Regions from separate parts of the Sus scrofa genome. Here regions 2, 3, 4 and 5 are each linked to region 1. The links are chromatin contacts, called in public HiChIP or PLAC-seq and promoter capture Hi-C maps. All regions are on one chromosome and are shown on one strand. The core of a region is the stretch at or near the end of the contact, and the rest is flanking DNA. Distances in the headings are between cores, read along the strand shown. Region 1 holds the start of TXNIP (thioredoxin interacting protein). Region 2 holds the start of PEX11B (peroxisomal membrane protein 11B). Region 3 holds the start of ANKRD35 (ankyrin repeat domain-containing protein 35). Region 4 holds the start of PIAS3 (E3 SUMO-protein ligase PIAS3). Region 5 holds the start of LOC100155404.

Region 1 (2,700 bases), core at 92-2,591:
GGGAAAAACCCACCTGTCAGCAAGCCAAATGACAACACAGGATGAGGAGTCAGGTTCTCTTCCAGCTTTAGCATATAGCGTGCCAGTGAACCTTCGGTCTTCTCTTTGCTTTCTTAGCAATTTCTGAACAACTTAGAAAAAAAAAAAAACTTTTCAAAGATAGGAAATGCTTCCTTCAAACAGGACACTTTGGTTACAGACCAGAGAACTTTACTGCTTTTAATTAACTTGAAGGCTGTGAGGAGGGTGGGCAGCAGATTTAGGGATGTACCTTTGATTTAGTAAATTGGAGAGGGAACGAAGGCAAGAAAGAGTTAAAGTTATTCAGAAAAAAAGCGCAGAATGAAGCATCCTTTTTTTTCCCCCTTTCCTGGAGAAGTAGGGAGGGAGAGGTAACCTGAGCCTAGAGAACACAATTTACTAAAGAAGTGATGAGGTAACTGGGAGAACAGAAACAAAGTGTCCCTCAACTTTGCAGGTTAGGGACTGAAGAGATGAGGGCATTAGCAACAGGATGTGGCCGCGCCCTTACTGTTTCCGGTCCAGAGAACAGAGAGAACTGAGTTGGGGGCGCAGGGGCTGAGGAACAGCCCAGCACCAAGCCCTGAGCCCTGGGGGCTGGAAAGGGAGGAAAAAGGCTGGTAGGTCCCACACGCGCGCTTCCCTGTGTGCGCGGAGAAGAGGGTAAAAATTTGTGACAAATTCTCATTTCCTTCTCACATCAGCTTATTTTTTTTGGGGGGGGGGTGTTTTTAATAGAGATGCGGGGCAAGAAGACAAAGGGGCTCGTCCTGAATAATAACAGCAGCACTCCTTGCCCTCCGCCCCAATCCTAAAGTATTCTTGGCGCTCGGGGATTGTTTTTCACACGACTTGCGATTTGTGAGCCGGGAATAAACGGTCGCCTCTAAATTAACTGCACTGGCAATGGCTAGGCACGAAATTCCCTCATAAGCACATTTTCCTTTTACCTCGAAATGTCGCTCCAGCCCAGAAGCATCCTCATTCGCCCTCCCAAGGCCACTGGCCTCGGATAAATTTTAGGGTCTGCGAATGCTTCGTTCCTTTGGGCTCCCGGGAAGCCGCCCACGGCCCCTGCGCCCCCTCCTCCCAGGGCCGCAGCAGTGCACAACAACCATTTTCCCCGCCAGGAGCACACTGTGTCCACGCGCCGCTGCGACTTCGCTGATTGGTCGGGCTCCTGGTAAACATGGAGCGGGCAGCCAATGGGCGGGCTGTGCACGAGGGCTGCACGAGCCTCCGGGCCAGCGCTCGCGTGGCTCTGCCTGCCCGGCTACTATATAGAGCAGTTTATAGCTCTCAGCACAAGCTATCCTTTCCACTCCTCTGGCAGATCGCTGTTAGCTTTCCCGCCGAGATCCGGAGCTCTCCTCCAGCTGTTGGAGGAAAGACAGGAAAGAGCTTATTTTTCTTTTGAAATACCTTGGCACAACCAGCAAGGGAACATCTTGTCGAACATTTAATAGAGAGTTGAAAAGTGAAATAATTTTAATTCATTGCAAAGGGCCCTTTGATTCGGGGTTTTGTTTTTCACTCCTGCCCCCTGCCCCGTTTCTAACTCTCAAGTCAACCGAGCCCAAACATGGTGATGTTCAAGAAGATCAAGTCTTTTGAGGTGGTCTTTAACGACCCCGAAAAGGTGTACGGCTGTGGGGAGAAGGTGGCTGGCCGGGTGATAGTGGAGGTGTGTGAAGTCACTCGAATCAAAGCTGTCAGGATCCTGGCTTGTGGAGTGGCCAAAGTCCTGTGGATGCAGGGATCCCAGCAGTGCAAACAGACCTTGGACTACCTGCGCTATGAAGACACTCTTCTCCTGGACGACCACCCAACAGGTAAGTGACCCAGCTGTTGACTGGAGGGCGAAAGCTGATTTGAGAAGAGAGTTGATACGAATAAATAGAGCCTACACTAAATATTCTAAGTTGCTCAGGTGGTGTGGTTTGAATTTTGTGTCAATTCCTTATCTTTTTGTTTCTTTTTAATTTACAATCCCTGCCCACCCAAAAGGGTGATTTGTACAATTTCTTGTGGTGCTGTGTTCTGGAGATGTTGAAGGATGTTGCCTTACCTATTGAAACATTTCTGTGCATAAGTTGCTTATTCTTTGCTTGCTTCTTGTTTGAGATGATTGTAGCTTAACTGTCCTGGTTGAGCCTGTCAACACTACAGGGCTTTGCAACTTTTTGCCCAACAAAATACATCAGAATCTGTCATTTAGGAACAAAAGGGATGAGAATACGAGTTCTGCAATACTCTTGCGTGATGCCTAAGAATTCCTTATCGGCACAGATGCATTTTAAGTGTAACAGGAAACCTAATGGTTACTTGCTTATCTCTCTTTTCAGGGGAGAATGAGATGGTGATCATGAGACCTGGAAACAAATATGAATACAAGTTTGGCTTTGAGCTTCCTCAGGGGTAGGTATCAGCTAAATGCATCTGTGGACTTATCTGTCTCTAAAAATCTTCCCCTCCTTTGATCACTCACTGTTCTTGGAGAGCATTTTTTTAAGTTAGTTGTTTCCTTTTTCTTTATAAAGGCCTCTGGGAACATCTTTCAAAGGAAAATATGGGTGTGTAGACTACTGGGTGAAGGCTTTTCTTGATCGCCCAAGCCAGCCAACTCAAGAGACAAAAAAACACTTCGAAGTGATGGATCTAGTGGATGTCAATACCCCT
Region 2 (2,700 bases), core at 96-2,595, 67 kb after region 1:
GAATTTTTTTTGCAATAATCCAAAGAAAGCGGAGAAGGTGGGATTAGGAGGATACAAAAAAATGGAAGCCAACTGTAGTAAAAATAAAGGCTTGTAGCAGAAAATACAAATTAATGATCTTAACTTGCGGAAGAGATAGCAGAGTCTCTCCGTTGAGGATTAATGGTGACCACGGCCAAGCACGCTCCTTGAATCTGAAGGCTCATGTGGTGCACCCAAATTCTTGTCCGGTGTAGCCCTGAGTCCCGACAAGTTACTCACCTGAGGCAAGGCAAGAAGGAAACTGAGTAGCCAGGCTGCCCCCAGAAGTTTCCTTCCAGCTGAGCGGGGTCCAAGCGGGTGTAGTACGGCTGCCTGGCGGTCGAGCCCAATGACCACAGGCAGGAAAGCTGCGGCATACATGGCCATTAGTTTCAGGAACATGAGTGTTCGACATGCGATGTCCCCGGCCAGCCACTGAACAGTGATATTCCAGGAGGCATCTAGGGGCATAACCACAAAAGTAACCAGTAAATCGGCAGCTGCTAAATGAGCAAAAAGTCGTCGTACCGGAGAGGGGCGGAGCTGGCTGGGTTGCGGCCGTGTCACCGACCACAGTACGGCCAGGTTTCCTCCAGCCGAAGAAACAAATAGCACAACGGTCACTCCAACCCGGACCTTAGCTGCAACTGAGAAGGTGGGTAGCTCTGAGCTCTCCACCTCTACTCCTGATCCCGCCCAGACCTCTTCCCCCACTGCTGACCCCAAAGGGGTGCCATTGCCTGCAGACATGGTGACATGGAAGGGAAAGGGATGGGGGGATGAAGTGTGGGTTTGAAGAGGTTAGCTGAATCCACTCATTCTTCTTTCCTTTTCAGGATCTGGAGTTGGTTATTTCGCGAACTTAGTCCACTAAAGCCTCTGAATCTGGAGATTCTCCGTATGTATTCTGGAGGTCATCGGTCCAAGTGTTAGAATCCTGCAGGGAACAGGGATCTGGTGCTGGCTTTTACTTCCACAGACTTCTCAAGCCCCTAGGGCATCCTAAATTAGGGGAAACCTTATCCTAGCGGCCGCGGCAAGAGCACTGCGGCACCTTCTCGCTCCGCCCCCCATCCTGCAAGCCCCGCCCTTGGCCTCGAATGTTTAAAGAAGAATGTGCCTCTGGAGGCGTACTTAGGAAATAGAGATCAGCTGATAAGAAGGCGAGCTAACGGAGGCACCCACAAAAACACGCAGGTGTAGGCCCAGAGACAAGTGCTTCTAGTTCCGAAACTCCGCTTCTGTGGCTGGCTCCGTTCAAATTTCTTTTTGACGATGTTTGTCCCTTGCGCGACACCGTTGGGCCGTCCGGTAGGCGTGACTAGGGGCGGGAAGTGGGCGGGGGTGGGGCTGCGGAGCCGGGGCCGCCGCTGTCATGGACGCCTGGGTCCGCTTCAGCGCTCAGAGCCAGGCCCGGGAGCGGCTGTGTAGGTGCGGCCCGAACAGGAATGGGGGAGGGCGGGCAGAGGAAGGTCCTCGTGAAGCGAGGACAGTTCACACTACGGGGGTCAAAAAGGGTCATCTTGGGCTACGGGGGCCCGGACGGACCGCGAGGGGTTGATTTGAACCAGCCGTGAGGCCGTGATTCGTTTTTGCTCACGGGAAAGATGGGAAAACTGAGGCACGAGTGGGCCAGCGGGGAGGTCGCTCAGGGATGCGCGTTCACATGAGACTAATACTTCCCTCGCCGGGTGGTGGTGGCGTGAGGAGCATCCGCCCCGTGGTTGATAGCGACCTGAACTCTGTCCCCAGAGCTGACCAGTCGCTCCGAAGTTTCCGTGTCCCCTCATCCTACTGACCCGCGAACTCTTCTGCCTCCGTCCTGCCTTCTAGTCTCGATTCCCCTCAAGAGCCTTGGAAATCTCTCAGTTCACCTTTCTGAAGAATTTCCCCTCCAGCTATCCCCCACTCCCTCACGTGGACACACACATGTTCACACTAGAAGTGCTTGTGATGGACGCCTTGCCACCTTGTCCTCTTCGGGCCTCATGTAGTCAAATCTCTTATTTTCTCAATTCTAAGTAGTGCTACCCAAACTCTTCGAGGCTCCTTTTTATCCTTATGCCTTTCTTTTCCCCTGCCTGGAGATAGAGCTTGAGGAGGAAAGGGAGTAGTCTCAAATTGGAAAAAGGGGGAATCCAGACTTGCCTTTAGGAGGACGTTTTTGAGGGGGAGATTAGGGAGGTCTCCACCTTACATTACCGCTCACTCTCTCCTCCAGGGCCGCCCAATATGCTTGCTCCCTTCTTGGCCATGCCCTACAGAAACATGGGGCCAGTCCTGAGTTACAGAAACAGATTCGACAGCTGGAGGGTCATCTGAGCCTAGGAAGAAAGCGTAAGTAACCATGCCTCTTGGAGTTCCCTGGTGGCGTGGTGGTTAAGGGTTCTGCTTTGTCATTTCAGTGGTGCAGGTTCAGTCCCTGGCCCAGGGACCTCTCCATCCTCCTGGGCAGCTTAAAAATAGAAAAAGAAACAAAAAAAGCTGTTCCTGTCCTTTCATTATTTTATTTCTTTTTTTTCTTTTTTTTTTTTTTTTGCCTTTTTGCCATTTCTTGGGCTGCTCCCAGGCTGGGGGTCCAATCGGAGCTGTAGCTGCCAGCCTACGCCAGAGCCACAGCAACGCGGGAGCCGAGCTGCGTCTGCAACCTACACCACAGCTCATGGCAACGCCAGATCG
Region 3 (2,700 bases), core at 186-2,685, 93 kb after region 1:
CTCCAGGGCTATTCTTAAGATCTGGTCGCAGTGTTTACTTTGGCATGTCTCTGGACTTTTGCATATGGCGTCGTCTGTTTCCTAGCAGGGTGGACAGTATATTAGATGGCCAGAACAAATACAATTCAGTATCAAATGACTCCTGGCTCTATTTGAGTTCCCTGGGATATAGACTGGTCACAAACAGCAAGAGATGGAGTCTTGGTTCACCTGAAACCTTATGCAGTTGAGTTCCTGGAAGGCAAAGCTATGAAGTATTTGACATGTTTTCTGTGACTCTTCCACTGGAGATGTGCTTTAGCCTCCTTAAGTGAGCATAGAGTGTAAAATGTGTAGGTATGGTAAGCATATAGGCCAAGATCGAAATCCCAGGTCTGCCATTTATGAGCTGTGTGACTTTGGGCAAGTCATAACTACACTGAGGCTGAGATAACAGTAAGAAGCTGTGTAGAGCAGTGGTTAAGAATGACGACAGGAGTTCTCATCGTGGCTCAGCAGTTAGCGAACCTGACTAGCCTCTATGAAGATGAGGGTTCAATCCCTGGCCTCGATCAATGGGTTAAGGATCCAGCATTGCCATGAGCTGTGGTGTAGGTCGCAGATGCAGCTCGGATCTGGTGTTGCTGTGGCTGTGGTGTAGGCCAGTAGCTACAGCTCCAATTAGACCCATGGCCTGGGAACCTCCATATGCTGCAAGTATGGTCCTAAAAGACCAAAAAAAAAAAAAAAAAAAAAAAAAAAGATGAAGACATATTTGAGTTTAAATTGAAGCTGTATCACTTAAAACCTGTTTGATCTAGAACAGATTTAACTTCTCTAGGTCTTGGTTTTCTTGACTTTGAACTTATTAGGGTTGTGCAAACTCAAGGAGATAATTCAGGTAAAGTGAACATAGAATAGTCAATAAATGGTAACTATTGTAACAAAACTTTTGTTATAATCTACCTTTATGTACCCTGTGTTCTGGGGATTGGGAAGGTAAATTGAAGCACCAGATGGTGCTTCTGATCTGGTGACTTACGTACCTGCTCTTTACAGACCCTGAAGATTTGTTTCTTCTGTGTGTTATTTTCTTCTCCCACTAAATCTTATCCTGTGTCTCATGAGGCCTTTGAAACAAGCCTCATGCCCACTAAGGTGATAATTAAGTTAACTAGCTTAAGGTTCTAATGGTAGAACTCAAACCTAGGAGTTCCTCTTGTAGCTTAGCAGGTTAAGAACCTGACATAGTGTCTGTGAGGATGTGAGTTCGATCCCTGGCCTTGCCTAGTGGGTTAAGGATCCAGCATTGCTGCAAGCTGTAAGCTGTTGCATGGGTCACAGTTGCAGCTTGGATCCGGCATTGCTGTGGTTATGGTGTAGGCCTGCAGCTGCAGCTCCAATTCCCAGGACCTTCCACATGTCATAGGTGTGCCCTAAAGAGAAAGAAAGAAAAAGAAAGGAAGGAAGAAAATTTATTGAATTTCTTTAGACACCTAGGATTCTTCTAGTGCCCTCGAGGAACATGTGTACTTAAGCATTGGCCTTCTAGAGACCATGTCTCTGCCTCTATTACCTCACCCTGAGAATGGTGGCCTGTTTGGCCTGTTAGGCAGGGGCAACCATCCTGTGATAAGCTGGTGAGTTATTTTGTGGCAGGAGGAGTCCATAGTGGCACTCAGTACACTTCATATAGGCCACTGTTTGAACAGCCTTAATAGAACATATGGTTTCTGGAGTGGGGACTGAGGCCATGGTTATTTTGACAGATTTCTCCTCTGAATCCCCCAGTCAGCCCTCAAGAAGAGATAGATTTCCTTGAATACTGGTTCATCTAATTCTCTCTCCACATGATTAAAAGAGCACCTTTAATATTTTTCTCCACTTGAGATCCCTCTCCTCTCTATCCCTCAGCTCCAGAATGGGACTTTCTCTAACCCCAACATGTTACCTGTTCAATAAGCCCGTTACCTGTTCCTTTGAAGCAGAGTCAATTTGAGAAGCAACTGTAGAAACAACAGGCTCTCCTGAGACATACAAGTGTTGCTTTCTTCTCATTGTTGCTCCTTTGTTCATTCACTCATCAGACATTACACTTAATATGTGCTAGGCAATGAGAATAGTATAAAATGTAACTCCTACCATCAAAGAGCCCAATCTAGAAGCAAACATGTAAACAAATAATTGCAAATACAGAGACCTGGTTGCTAGACCACATAGCACTAAGTATTAGAAGCTTGTTGCACACAAGAGGCACACCTCTTTTTTTGGTGGGGGTTGCAGAATTTTAAGAGAAAACTTTACAGGAAAAAACAAAAACAAAAACATTTGGCTTGAGGGGCCACCAAGTGTGAGAGAAGGCATGCCAGGGAGGATTATCACCTCAGGAAGGGAAGCATAGTAGAACAGCCTGAGCATTAGGCTATTTGTGAAAGATGAGACTTGAGAAAGCAGGGTGCAGCTCCTGATGATCCTCGTAAACCACATTAAGAACTTTGAACTTTATCCAGTAGGCTTTCATATGCATTTCAGTGTGCTCTCCGGCTGAAGGGAGGAAAAGAGGAAAAGAAAGGCGAGGAGACCACTAGCCTGCAGTGACTCTTCAAGCAAGAATTGCTGAGAATCTGAATTTAAAGAGTAATGGAAATAGGACAGTTTTGTGAGTTTGTGTGTAAGGGGATGCTTAAAACAAGAAGTCTCTCCTCCCTCTCTGCCCTTTTC
Region 4 (2,700 bases), core at 90-2,589, 110 kb after region 1:
TCTGCATGCTGTGAGTGTGGCTGAAAAAAAAGAGGGGAACAGAACCTCTCTTCCTTCCTGCTCTTAGAGTTACCAAAGAATAGAAAAGGACTGTAGTTCCTGAACCTGACTAGTATCCATGAGGATGCGGGTTTGATCCCTGGCCTCGCTCAGTGGGTTAAGGATCTGGCGTTGCTATGAGCTGTGGTGTAGGTTGCAGACGTGGCTCAGATCCTGCCTTGCTGTGGCTGTGGCGCAGGCCGGCAGCTGTAGCTCTGATTGGATCCCTAGCCTGGGAACCTTCATATGCTGCAAGTGCAGCCCTAAAAGGCAAAAAAAAAAAAAAAAAAAAAAAAAAAAGACTGTAATATTCCCTATTATATATGCAGTGTGCGGTGGGAAGAATGAAGTGACTGCTGAAAAGGTCCAGAGAGGAGGAGGGTCATTTTGCTAAGTTCAAGTATGAGTCAGGAAACAGCTCTGGTAATGGAAGCCAGGTCTTTGGCTTCCTCTGGGGCTCCTGGAAGCTGATCCCAGGACGGCTGAGCTGTGGGAATGGTCAGTGATGTTCGTGTTAACATGAAGTGGAAACTATTCCAGCCCCTGGTCTTCCTAGGCAATGGCCCTCTATTCAGCTCCATAAACTGTTACAACCTCAAGCCCTGAAATTTTCCCAAGAAATCGTTCTTTCCAGAAGTAACTATAGTCTTAATGTTCCCCTCTTTCCTTCTGGGCTGTTTAGTGGGACTTCAGTAGGGACTTATATTCCTGCTTCACTTCCCCTTGTTCTCTAGGCTTCAGCTGTAGGAGTGTATGTGTGAGAGAAGGTGGGGCTTGCAGAGCCATGATGGGGTTCAGACTACGTTTTTGAATGCCCTCAATCTGAAACTTGGTCCTGATCTGCAGGTTCCCTCCTCTGGTAACATTAATTTAATAAGCTGATATTTAAAGGGCCTACTATGTGCCAGGCACTGGATATAGAGAGAGCTTGCATGCAGGCTCAGATTCAGATGCTCTTCTTCCTAGTTATATGTTATCTTGTAGGGATGCTGAAACTTATAACCTCAGTTAAATTTTTTTTCCCCTTGTCATTTGTTTTTATTGGGATATAGGGGGTGGGTTGGGAAATATCTCTGTGGGTTATGCCCCATCAGGAAAATGTCCATTCTAATCTCCCTTGGATTTTGGAACTTTTTCTTGGAGCTGCTGCTCTTGCTGCCAACAGCCTCTTCAGGTTTACTGCTGAGAGGCTTCTCCTTGGAAGGGAAGTTCCTCTTTTCTTTGGGGACTCTAACTGTAAAAGAGATCCCTCCTTTATGAAATCAATAGGAATCAAGGTGTGGTTTTCTTCTTTTACATTTTTACAGCTTTATTAGGGTATAACTGGCATACAATAAACTGCATGTAACATGTACAGTTTGATACATTTTGACATATGTACACACCCATTAAAAACCACACCATCAAGATACTGAGTATATCCATCACTCCCAAAGAGTTCCCCCATCTGTTTCTTAAATCCTCTCTATTTTCCTTCCCCTAAAATCACTAAAAGTTCTAGAAGATAACAAACGAGTCCATAATAACTTTAAAATTATTTTTTTGGCTGCACCTGTGGCATGTGGAAGTTCCTGGGCCAGGGATCAAATCTGTGCTGTAAGTTGCTGTACCACAGCTGCAACCTGCACCACAGCTGCAGCAATACTGGATCCTTAACTCACTCCACCACAAGGGAACTTCCATAGTTACTTTTGACTTAGAGAACTTAACAGAACAACAACAACAAAAAAAAGAGCTCAGGCCTGATGGAGACTCAAGTGTTAGAGGGAGCAGGTGGGACTTAGAACCAAATAACTGAGCTTAATTCTGCACTACGGAGCAGCAAGGAAAGAACCTGAGTGTCAGGAGAGGGTGGACATCCTTCCTAGGGATAAAATCCACAAAGTAGTTAGGCACTGTCCAGTTCAGCAGGTACCTGGGGATACTGGCAGCCTGGCACCTTCAGTCATAGAGCTGTGGAGTCGCTCAGGGAAGGATTATACTGAATGTTTAAGCTAAATGAGAGGATTATCCATATTATTTATTAGAGCACTCTTTTTGTATGCCAATTATTGGTTTAACCATCTTGTTGCTGATGCTTGGCTGACAACTCCTGCAAGGGTTTTATGTTCTCAGCACCTAACAATCTCTGAACAGCATTCAAATATTACACAAATAACTATCACTGATGTCCCAGCCAACCAAGTATAAAAGGTTATGAGTTTTTCCAGTACCTAGTTTGAGTAAACTGCTCTAAATGTGGTACTTTCAAGGGACCTGCCCACGCGTGATTAGTTTAGTTGAGAATGGGACCTCTGGAAGGTCTAACACTTTGGAGGAAGGAGAGTAGGCAGTTCAGAGAGTGGCAGGTGACATTCTGGGGAAAGAAAACCTCCGTTCTATTCACCTTCAATCACAAAAAAGGTGTGGGGGTCTCTGGTGACAATCTGTGTATTTGAGGTAGGGGGTAGGGGACCACAGATAGAGTTAGGGTTTAGGTACACTTTGGGTTTTAGCAGCCTGGGTTTTCTTTCTCCGAGGGAGAGGGCCTCACTCTAAGTAGGAACCTCTTTATGCTATCAGATTCCCGGTCCGCACTGTCTTGTTTGCAGCATGCCTCCACCCCAAGCGCATACACGAGCTTCCAGGGGTCAAAGCGGTAGTGAGAAATGTCGAGATACA
Region 5 (2,700 bases), core at 162-2,661, 130 kb before region 1:
GGATTAAACTTCCATTCCTTATCCTGAAACCAAAGGGCTTCTACCATGTGGCCAAAAACGGGACCTTCTTTAATTATTCATTTTCCCCAGGCTTCCAGCTTAGCTAAAATGTTCTCACTATCCTTTAATGCATTTGAAATTTCTCTTTGCCAACCTGAAAGCTCCATATCAACAAACTTGAAAACTCAAATCACACTGTACTTTCATTTCATATATTACCAAATATTTGCTGAGCAAAGCAATGAAGGGATAAAAAGACAAACACATCTAGAAGAGGGGATTACAGCAGTATAATGATAACTACAATTTAAGACAAAATGTATTATTTCCAAAAGAGGGGGAAGGAAATGTTATGTGAATTAAGGACAGTGATAGGTTGTATCCAGCTGGAAGATTTAGAAAAGCTCTGTGAGGAGAACTAACATGTGCCAGGCCCTGTGCCAGGTGATGGGCTTATAGAGGTGCCTCCTTCCCAAGTCCTGAAGTTCAGCTGGAATTTTATTTGTGACCAATATATCGAATATCCTATGGGAGTTTTTTAGGTTTTAGTTTTACCCAATTTTCACTGTAACACCTTTTAACTTTTTTTTTTTTTTTAAATGAGAGTTGCAACGTTTATTTCAGGTTCTCTCGTTTTTGTTTTTGTTTTTTTCTTTTTTGCCACACAGGCAGTATGTGGGAATTCCTGGGCCAGGGATTGAACCTACGCCGCACAGCAGCAACCAGAGCCACAGCGGTGAGAACGCAGGAGCCTCAACCCGCTAGGCCATCAGAGAACTCCTTCTTTTAACTTTTTAATCATCTGATTTTGGTAGCTGGAATTCTTCATTGTTCCCTTTGTATTTTGTGACTAAAGGTCATTATTTCTGTACTTCTCATCCAGATTGTAATATGTTCATTTCACTTTAATATGTTTCTTTAATTTTTCTTCACATAGACTATTTTTTATGTCATTATATTGGAAAGCTCTGGCTGTCCTACCTTCCCACCTGCAAACACAATTTAAGTCATATTGATTTTGGCTCACTGCATCTCAAACCTGCTGAAGCTTTGTTCACCACGGCCCTAGCTTGAGACATTTGATTTTCTTTTCCCTGTGAAATTAATTTCCTTTGGGGGAGTGGGGGTTGACTATAGTAAGGTATGTGTATAAGCCTCTTCTCAGTCATCACACATAAAATTTTTCAGAAAATAGTATTGGCTTAAAATATGTCCTGTATCCAACCATACTCAATACCTGCTTGCTGTCTCCCTGCTCCAAGCTGCCACCACCTCTCCCATATATTTGCAATGACCTTCTGACTGGTCCCTTTGTTTCTTCCCTCATCCCCTCACTCTATTTTCCACAAACCAGGTAGAGTAAATGTCACTCTCACACCATCCTGCCGAGCTGAACCCCACCACCACCACCATGTGGTTTCAGAGCAAAGGTCCCACAGTTACAGTGGCCCACACCCACCTCCTCACTGACTACTCTCCCTTTTGTTTGTTCCATTTCATCACACTAGGCTCCCAGCTCTACCTTGAACACACCAAGGCCCCCTATCTCAGGGTGTTTGTATTTGCTACTTCCTCTCCTGGAAAGGCTCTTCCCCCAGATATTTACATGACTGACTTCGTCAGTTCTTGGGCTCTGTCAAAAATTCCCTTAGTCCCCTTATCAGTGAGGCCTTTTCTGACCAACTTATGTAAGATAGAAAGCCCATCTCCCTCTCCCCCACCATTTATTGGTACTCCTTATTTCCATACCTTGCTAAATTGTCTTCCATGTACCATCAGAATACTAATGTACTTATTTGTTTATTACTGAATCAGAGATGGCTATGCATAACAACTATTCTTCCCTGCTTATTTTAACTCCCTGCTTACTGGGTGCATGGCTTCTCCATTAAAGACTAATTGACCAATTTTTCTTGCATCTGAGTTTGGCCATAAGACAAAGTTCTGAGCCAATGAGATATGAACGGAAATGAAACATACTAGTTTGTGCCCTAAAAAGGAGTATATATGTTTTGCCCTTGCCCTTTTACCCTCTCTTCTGGCTGGGGTGCAGATGCAATGGCAGAAACTATGGCAACCACTCTTGACCCAGAAATAGAAGCCATGTGATAAAGATGGCCCAACTGCTCTACTAGCCCTGGACTGTCACATGAAAAATTAAGAAATTGTATCAAGTTTGAGCCACTGTTTTTTGTTTGTTGGTTTTTGTCTTTTTAGGGCCACACCCTCAGCATATGGAAGTTCAGGCTAGGGGTTGAATGGAGCTGCAAGTGCCAGCCTATGCCACACCCAGGTAGCAAGGGATCTGAACCAAATCTGCAACCTAACTACAGCTCAGCTCACGGCATCCCTAACCCACTGATCGAGGCCAGGGATTGAACCCATGTCTTCATGGATACTAGTCAGGTTTATTTCAGCTGAGCCACAATGGGAACCTCTGAGCCACTGTTTTTAAAAATACATTACAATAATTTAAACTGCTCTCTGACCAGTACATTGTCTGATTCTCCTCCTACCTTCTCAGAATAAGTCCTATAAAGATAGGAACTTTGTTTTGTTCACTGTTCTATCTGCATCATCTAGAGTTGTTTCTGGCATAGAGCAGGCACTCAGTAAATATTGATGGGATGAATGGATTGATGAGGGAAGGAGTCTTGAGAGGGAGGGCAGTGGGACTGTTATTTATGAGATGCAGAGCTC

The links. Promoter capture Hi-C pulls out the DNA fragments that hold promoters and counts their contacts. HiChIP or PLAC-seq counts read pairs in DNA pulled down with a chosen protein or histone mark.
Region 2: a promoter capture Hi-C map of fetal liver shows a contact between it and region 1, with 2.8 times the contacts expected there. The contact joins the promoter of PEX11B here to the promoter of TXNIP in region 1. A contact is called at or near these places in 2 of 5 promoter capture datasets (fetal liver and liver), 9 of 47 Hi-C or Micro-C datasets (alveolar macrophages, embryonic fibroblasts, epiblast stem cells and 4 more) and 2 of 2 datasets of contacts at active chromatin or transcription factors (alveolar macrophages and skeletal muscle).
Region 3: an H3K27ac HiChIP or PLAC-seq map of skeletal muscle shows a contact between it and region 1. The contact joins the promoter of ANKRD35 here to the promoter of TXNIP in region 1. A contact is called at or near these places in 2 of 5 promoter capture datasets (fetal liver and fetal skeletal muscle), 17 of 47 Hi-C or Micro-C datasets (blood, embryonic fibroblasts, fetal heart ventricle and 8 more) and 2 of 2 datasets of contacts at active chromatin or transcription factors (alveolar macrophages and skeletal muscle).
Region 4: a contact with region 1 is called in an H3K27ac HiChIP or PLAC-seq map of alveolar macrophages. The contact joins the promoter of PIAS3 here to the promoter of TXNIP in region 1. A contact is called at or near these places in 1 of 5 promoter capture datasets (liver), 12 of 47 Hi-C or Micro-C datasets (alveolar macrophages, blood, embryonic fibroblasts and 7 more) and 2 of 2 datasets of contacts at active chromatin or transcription factors (alveolar macrophages and skeletal muscle).
Region 5: an H3K27ac HiChIP or PLAC-seq map of alveolar macrophages shows a contact between it and region 1. The contact joins the promoter of LOC100155404 here to the promoter of TXNIP in region 1. A contact is called at or near these places in 2 of 5 promoter capture datasets (fetal liver and liver), 3 of 47 Hi-C or Micro-C datasets (embryonic fibroblasts, heart right ventricle and liver) and 2 of 2 datasets of contacts at active chromatin or transcription factors (alveolar macrophages and skeletal muscle).

What each region holds. Positions count from the first base shown.
Region 1 is chr4:99,347,248-99,349,947 of Sscrofa11.1, forward strand. TXNIP (thioredoxin interacting protein) reads left to right here and starts at 1,342. Exons shown (of 8, transcript NM_001044614.2): 1 at 1,342-1,853; 2 at 2,367-2,439; 3 at 2,562-2,700. The coding sequence starts at 1,604. It overlaps LOC106510173 (a long non-coding RNA gene), which reads right to left and starts at 1,110. Exons shown (of 4, transcript XR_002343449.1): 1 at 972-1,110; 2 at 14-131.
Region 2 is chr4:99,414,058-99,416,757 of Sscrofa11.1, forward strand. PEX11B (peroxisomal membrane protein 11B) reads left to right here and starts at 1,346. Exons shown (of 4, transcript XM_001927969.4): 1 at 1,346-1,452; 2 at 2,243-2,358. The coding sequence starts at 1,397. It overlaps GNRHR2 (gonadotropin-releasing hormone (type 2) receptor 2), which reads right to left and starts at 791. Exons shown (of 3, transcript NM_001001639.2): 1 at 262-791. The coding sequence starts at 771.
Region 3 is chr4:99,439,829-99,442,528 of Sscrofa11.1, forward strand. ANKRD35 (ankyrin repeat domain-containing protein 35) reads left to right here and starts at 1,436. Exons shown (of 15, transcript XM_021089942.1): 1 at 1,436-2,700. It overlaps ITGA10 (integrin alpha-10), which reads left to right. Exons shown (of 30, transcript XM_021089939.1): 30 at 1-928.
Region 4 is chr4:99,462,079-99,464,778 of Sscrofa11.1, forward strand. PIAS3 (E3 SUMO-protein ligase PIAS3) reads left to right here and starts at 1,340. Exons shown (of 14, transcript XM_005663531.3): 1 at 1,340-2,700.
Region 5 is chr4:99,219,997-99,222,696 of Sscrofa11.1, forward strand. It overlaps LOC100155404, which reads left to right and starts at 1,412. Exons shown (of 5, transcript XM_021090822.1): 1 at 1,412-1,688. The coding sequence starts at 1,412.